Linked DNA regions of Sus scrofa: region 1 is linked to region 2. A link is a contact called in public HiChIP or PLAC-seq data. All regions are on one chromosome and are shown on one strand. Each heading gives the region's core, a stretch centred on a gene start, on an enhancer-like site or on the middle of the called end of the contact. The rest is flanking DNA. Distances are from core to core; before and after follow the strand shown.

Region 1 (3,273 bases), core at 94-2,593, 230 kb after region 2:
CCCAGTACCTATTTACCGGTGAGCAAGATGAAGTAATTTGTCAAAGTCAGAGATAATAAATTGCAGAGCCAGGACTTGAAATAAAATCTGTTGGACTCCAAAGCCCATGCTTTTCCTGAGCTGTCTCTTTTACTTTCTCCCTTAGGGGAACTAAGAGGCGGGAAAGAAGAAAGGAGCAAAGTCCCATTCTTTGAGAAACTTGTAAATTGCAAAGTATTAATCTAGACATAGTTATATATATATTATCTCATGTACTTTTCACAACCACCAAAAACAACTCTTTTCTTTTCTCTTCTTTTTAAACATTGAAGGAACTTGAGAAATAGAAAGCCTCAATGACTTTTTCAAGGGAAAATAATGAGTAGAAAAAACAAGGGCTCTGCCTCCAGTGCCAGACTTTCACCTCCATCCTCGGCTCTTCTCCTAGGATCACAGCTGCTTATAGAACAGGCCCTGAAGGAGGCTGGAAGTGGGCCAGGGATGTATCAGACCCATCACACAAGGAGGACAAGTAGAGTCCCTTTGGGTTTGCCACTGGATTTGGGTCAAAATGCCCAGCTCTGTGGTAACCTTTTATGACCAAAAGCACAAAGCCAGTAAGTTGAGGATGACTGGGTGCTCGGTGGCACTGTTGGGGCTTGCAACAAACCTGGCAGTTACCTGCCTCCTCACTCCTAGTTAAGCTCAATTAAAAAATGCCTTTGTCCCTTAAGACCTCATTAGTTTTTTTGTTTTTTTTTTTCTATTAGCTGAAGCCAAAATCATTTCTTTTTAGGAGTGAAGGAATCATACAGACCATGGCACTTACTGTCTGCTCTCTCACTAACAGGCATGTCTGTATGCTTCCAGAATTCTCAGCATCTGTATTTTTATTGGTGGGAGGTATCTGTTGGCTGAAAGTGTCAGAAAAGAGCTTGAGCTAGCTTCTGTGAATGAGGGGAAATTGTTACAGGAATAAAAGGCATCTCTTGGAACCCGAGTACAGGGATTTAGCTGAGCCTGGCAGTGGAATGGGACGAGGACCTCAAAAGCATTTGGGACTCTGTTTCTCTCTAAGGCCCTCTGCTCTTCTCTCTTCTCTTCTCTTCCCTTCCCCTTTCTCTTTCCCCCTCCCTGCTGCCTCCCTTCCCCTCCTCCTCCCCTCCCTCGTTTCTCCCCCTCCTCACTCTCCTCCCCCTCCCCTCCTCTACCTTTTTCTTCTTCCGCTTCTTCCTCACTTAGTATCTACAGTTATATGAAACTGATTCAATCACTAGAAAAGAGACTGAATCTCAGGGCCCACTTCACATTTCTTGGAGAGCAGATGTGATTAGTCACAGTTCAGTCTTGTGGCCAGTGCTGCAACAATCAACTCTGACCAGGAGGAAGGATCAGAGGGTATGGATTTGACTTCTGGCGCTGATCCCTGTGTACCATGTAAATGATGGAGCCAGAAAGTTCTGACAGTAAATGACTGGGGAGACAACCCAAAGCTGTCTGTTGTAAAGTCCCATCTCTCTCTTCCTGAGACATTAACTGCTGGTTTTAGTTACCATCAAGGCCAAATGGCAGCCCTGCCCCTATTGCAGTTTGGTCTTTTATTAACGTAATATTCAACAGGTTCTATTCCAGGCAGTGGGCTTAGAGCAGTGACCAAATCTGGTTAAGTCATTGCCCTCAGAGTCTTATCCTTTCCTCCTTCAATGGTGTAGCATTTCCCACATGGTTCCGGTAAGCTCTCCCTTCCTTTGCCCAAGCTTATTTGAGATGTGTTTTTGTTACTTCTAACCCAAAGGATCCTGACTAGTGCAGAAATAGGTACTGGGAGTAAAATGTTACAACTGACAGATCCCCTGATATAAAGCTGGCTGAGTCAGGATAGAGTAGAGAGTTCTCGGCTCTGCCTACAGAGGACTCAGCCCTACAAGGATGAGATACTAGTAATCCTTGTTAGTGGTAGAAAATCATTTGGTTAAAAGATTATCAGTTGTCTGCTAGAACTCAGAGCATTGCCCACAAAATAGGAACTTAAGGAACCTTGGAAATATGTCCAAGTTTTGCTGCATGTGCCTATTCTTCGAGTAAATTCTTGATTTTGGCCTGTCTAGTAGCAGATAGAGAATAGCAGGGCAGGTTTACACCTCTGTTCAAAGAATTTCTTTCCGCCTGTAGTTAGGAATTTGAACCTGTTGAATCAGATAAACAGGTGCCTTAAGAGTATGGTCTTAAAATTGGTGCATCAATTAGGACATTGGAAATTTGGGAGGATCCAAAGAATCTGGGAAGACTTCTGAGCAACTCTCCTGTGCATCCCTACTGTACATCCCAGGGAAGTTGGAAATGCACATTTGAATGGGTAATGAAGTTGAGACAGGAGCTACATGACAGAAAAAAGTGAGCCTCTCCTCACTACTCTAGCCCTATTATTCTTCAAACTTGCAGGCAGAGGCCAGTAAACTAAGATTTCAGGAGACAAGCAGAGTCCCCAAGATTGATATTAAGAAGCGGATGCTATGAAAGTGAGGCGCAAATTCAAAAATGAAATTTGGGCAAGGTTTCTGGTATTGGTATAGCAAATTGAGTCTCTCATGCAACCTCCCTCCTCTAACCCAGTGACGTCAATAGGCCTGGCTAAGGAAGGACTTAAGAGTTGTGCCATAAGAAGTACTCAAGCTGGAGTTCCCGTCGTGGCGCAGTGGTTAACGAATCCGACTAGGAACCATGAGGTTGCGGGTTCGGTCCCTGCCCTTGCTCAGTGGGTCAACGATCCAGCGTTGCCATGAGCTGTGGTGTAGGTCGCAGACGCAGCTCGGATCCAGCGTTGCTGTGGCTCTGGCGTAGGTGGGCAGCTACAGCTCCGATTCGACCCCTAGCCTGGGAGCCTCCCATATGCCACGGGAGCGGCCCAAGAAATAGCAAAAAGACAAAAAAAAAAAAAAAAGAAGAAGAAGTACTCAAGCCTAGGAAACAGAAACTCAAGCCTAGGAAACCGTGCTGGTTCAATCCTGAAAGCAACCCTTAGTCTACATTCATGACTCAAACAGAAATGAACTACCAAGGTGGTACAGTCCCTTATAATGGAAGCCTCCTCAATTCTCTCCTGAGTTCTGGTACTCATTTACCCTTGTCAGAGGAAACCCACCTGGTGGGTAGAACCCAGGGCAGCTAGAATAACTGGTCAAGGAAAAGACAGTTCTTGAGAGTGAGTGATGCAGCAGAATCCAGATGATTCTCTACCCTAGTGATTCAGTATCATGTTGCTTCCCCTCACCCTCTTATCCTTTATTTCCCTGG
Region 2 (3,321 bases), core at 719-3,218:
ATGTGGAATATGCATGCAATTGACTATTATCAAGTCATAAAAAGGAACTCTTTTTTTTTTTTTTTTTTTTTTTGGCCTTTCAGGGCCACTCCTGGGGCATATGGAAGCTCCCAAGCTAGGTGTGGAATCTGAGCTGTAGCCATAGGCCTACGCCGTAGCCGAAGGAACGCCAGATCTGAGCTGCATCTGTGACCTACACCACAGCTCATGGCAATGCTGGATCCTTAAACCACTGAGTGAGGCCAGGGATCAAACCTGCATCCTCATGGATACTAGTTAGATTCATTTCAGCTGAGCCAGGATGGGAACTCCTATTTCTTTTTTTTTAAGTGCTGACACATGTTCCAACTTAAATGAACCTTAAAAAATGTATGCTAACTGAAAGAAGCCAGACATAAAATGCCACATATCATATAATTCCATTTATGTATAATGTGCAGAACAGACAAATCCGTAGGGACAGAAAGTAGATTTGTGTTGCCACGGGCTGGGGGAAGGGGGAATGGGGAGTGACTACTAATGAATATTGGAATCTTTTGGTAGTGATGAAAATATTCTAGAATTAAATAGTGGTGACAGTTGCATAATCTCATGAATATATAAGAAATCACCAAAATATGCACTTAGTATGGTAAATACTATGGACTATGAATTGTATCTCAATTACAAAAAAACCCGTTTTGAATAGTCCTAGCTGGCTATCATATTAGATTGTGTGGATCTAAGTGAACAGAACAATCTTGTTCTCCTATCCCTACCTGTCTTTTAGCTACAAGTGGCCAGGCAACCTTATTCCACCCAAAGAGACATAGGCAGAAATCCAGTAGGAGAGTTTTTGGAAAAGCTTTTACTTTTCTCATTTTTAAAAAAGATGAACAAAAAGAAAAAGGAGATACTGCTTTCTCCATTTTTTCCCCACTCTTCTAGTATTAAAGGTGGATGCAATGTCTGGAGCTACAGCAATGATCTCATAACCATGAGGTTACTAGCCTGAAGGAAAAGTCTACACAACTAAAGATATGCTCATTTTGACATGGTCTAATCACCTTTGGACTTTTATTTAAGAGCAAGAGAGTAGGAAATCAAGTCTACTTGTTGAAGCCACTGTAAAACGGCCATATTTTCAGAGTTAATAAAATATATAAGGCAAAAAAAAAAATTCTGTCGCTTGTTAAGTACTACATAAGTGTTAGGCATGATTACTGTCATTATAACTCGCATCGCATCGCAACCCTTTTTTTTTTCACCATCAAATCCACTGAAACCCCTTTTTAGACATACCTTTCCTATCCCTGCCCTCATGAAATTTTAATACCTATACATATCTGTTTACATTGTTAGGTAGGGATGGGCTTTAGAAGGCTACACATCACTGCAGTATCTCAGATACTTTCATCCTCCAAAAACCAATGTTTGCACTTTTGCAAATATATTCCTGATATATGCTTCTTCCCCAGGGCAACCCGTTGATTTAAATAAGAGCTTCTTGCTATTATCATGAAGCTGAATGCATTCCTAACTGATTCATCTTCCTCCACTGCAACCAATGGATTTATAAGAGCTGACATGATTGTAGAGACCCTGCCTCACTCACCGCACCAGATTCCCCTGGGAATGGACCACTGACTAAAGCTGAGATCATTATAACATACCACTCCCTGGGACTAGTTGAAAGGATGTAGACCTGACCCATATGAAAATAATCAAAATTCTTCCCCAGGACTTTGGAAATGGAGAATAGACAAAGCATAGATCAGCTGTTCTCTGCTGCAGGAGCTCTGGTTCCTGAGCCTGAGGACTCCCTGTAGCCTGTAAGGGAACCTGGACAACAGGAAGGAAAGCAGCATTTAGGAACAAGAGACAAGGCCCATGATTCGGAGATGAATAGAACAGCGTGGGCCTAAGGAGGTCCCAGTCTAGCAGAGGGAATCATTGCAACAGGATGTGCTAAGTGCTGGGAGTAGCCCTGGGCTACAGTTACTCAGAGGAGAAGCCCTGGAGGGGCTGGCAGAGGCTTCCTGGGGATGAGACACTAGAATTGCGCCTATGGCCACATCACAAGAAATGACACATGGCGGTGTGCCCACAGTCAAGCCAGCTCTGCTGTGGATGCTAATCCACACACCTCAGTAAAGCAGAGAGCACAGTGTCAGCGAACAATTATCACTTGGAGCGTAGTACCAACATATTTATCAATAACCCTTGTTTTCGTTTTCCTGAGGTAAGGAATCTGAAATATAGAAAAATGTATTGAACAAAAAAGCAACTCTAAGCTCACGACAGAGTTATATCTGTTTTTATAGAAAAACAACTCCACTGAGGTCTGCTGCTCACATTTTCCTACAGCCTCTTCCAGCCTTTTCCAAGTCCCCTCAAGAGCAGCGAAATATTTTCTGTTTTGAGCCTCCCCAAAAGCTTTTGGTTTAGGCATTAGACTTGATCCCACCATACGATGAGGAAACACGAGCTTGGTGAACTTAGAAGAGCCGAGAATCACTCTTGAGCAAGTGGAGCAGATGTGATTCTGTACCAGACTCTCTGACTCCAAAGCACAGCCACCCCTCAACCCCCACCACCTGATTCCTCCACAAATATCTGACCACAAGAGGGAAACAATCAGAACGAATGTCCCATTGCTCCAGATATCCTCCACCTGCCTCTTCAGATGCACCCCCTAACCTTCTCCACCCTGCTTTCTCACCCAGGATGGTGGTGGTATGAATCACAGCCAAAGCCCCGTCCCACCCCACCCCTGCTGCCCCCCGCCCTCTGGCCTGGAACTGGTTTGGCCAAGGAGGGGACACTGAGGGACATCAGAAGACCAGAGGGAAGTGTGGCCTGGCGGTGACTCTCTACCAATGGTCAAACTCCTGAGGCTCTCTGCAGATCATCTCTCCAGGACCTGGTAACACGCCCACCCACACCCTTGTCCTTGGCACCGGCGCCCATTCTGGGCGCCCAGGGGTCTTGTGTACATTCCCCTGTGGTTTCCCCACACTTGCCCATTCTTCTTAAATTACCCCACTGGTGTGTGCCACCTGCTTTTTGCAGGGACTCTGGTTAATACACTGACAAAACAGGATGGACACAGGCATTCCAGTGGGTACTGGATGAATACCAGTGGAGCCCTCTCCCACCTTCTCACTCTTCTCCTTATGCCAGTTTCCAGAGAGGGAAGACAAAGAACAGCTACGATTATGTGAAGATGGAAGTTAAGGTAGACAGGTCAGAATCCTACCTGCTCTATACCCCTTGAGTACACATAAGGTTTACAAGTAACCAGAATCTGAAGGAAGCCATGTTTGTGGTAGAGATTTGGGA

The links. HiChIP or PLAC-seq counts read pairs in DNA pulled down with a chosen protein or histone mark.
Region 1: a contact with region 2 is called in an H3K27ac HiChIP or PLAC-seq map of alveolar macrophages. The contact joins two enhancer-like sites. A contact is called at or near these places in 2 of 2 datasets of contacts at active chromatin or transcription factors (alveolar macrophages and skeletal muscle).

The regions. Positions count from the first base shown.
Region 1 is chr6:153,321,523-153,324,795 of Sscrofa11.1, forward strand. All of the region lies in intron 3 of LOC102165506 (a long non-coding RNA gene), which reads left to right. Among named protein-coding and RNA genes, the nearest start is that of FGGY, 110 kb to the left of the region's middle. Within about 2 kb of position 1,344, at least 2 of the 83 cell types and tissues checked have an H3K27ac peak or open chromatin away from gene starts, as enhancers often do. A contact at or near this core is called in alveolar macrophages, where this site is marked.
Region 2 is chr6:153,092,518-153,095,838 of Sscrofa11.1, forward strand. All of the region lies in intron 5 of FGGY (FGGY carbohydrate kinase domain-containing protein), which reads right to left. Among named protein-coding and RNA genes, the nearest start is that of FGGY, 120 kb to the right of the region's middle. Within about 2 kb of position 1,969, at least 3 of the 83 cell types and tissues checked have an H3K27ac peak or open chromatin away from gene starts, as enhancers often do. A contact at or near this core is called in alveolar macrophages, where this site is marked.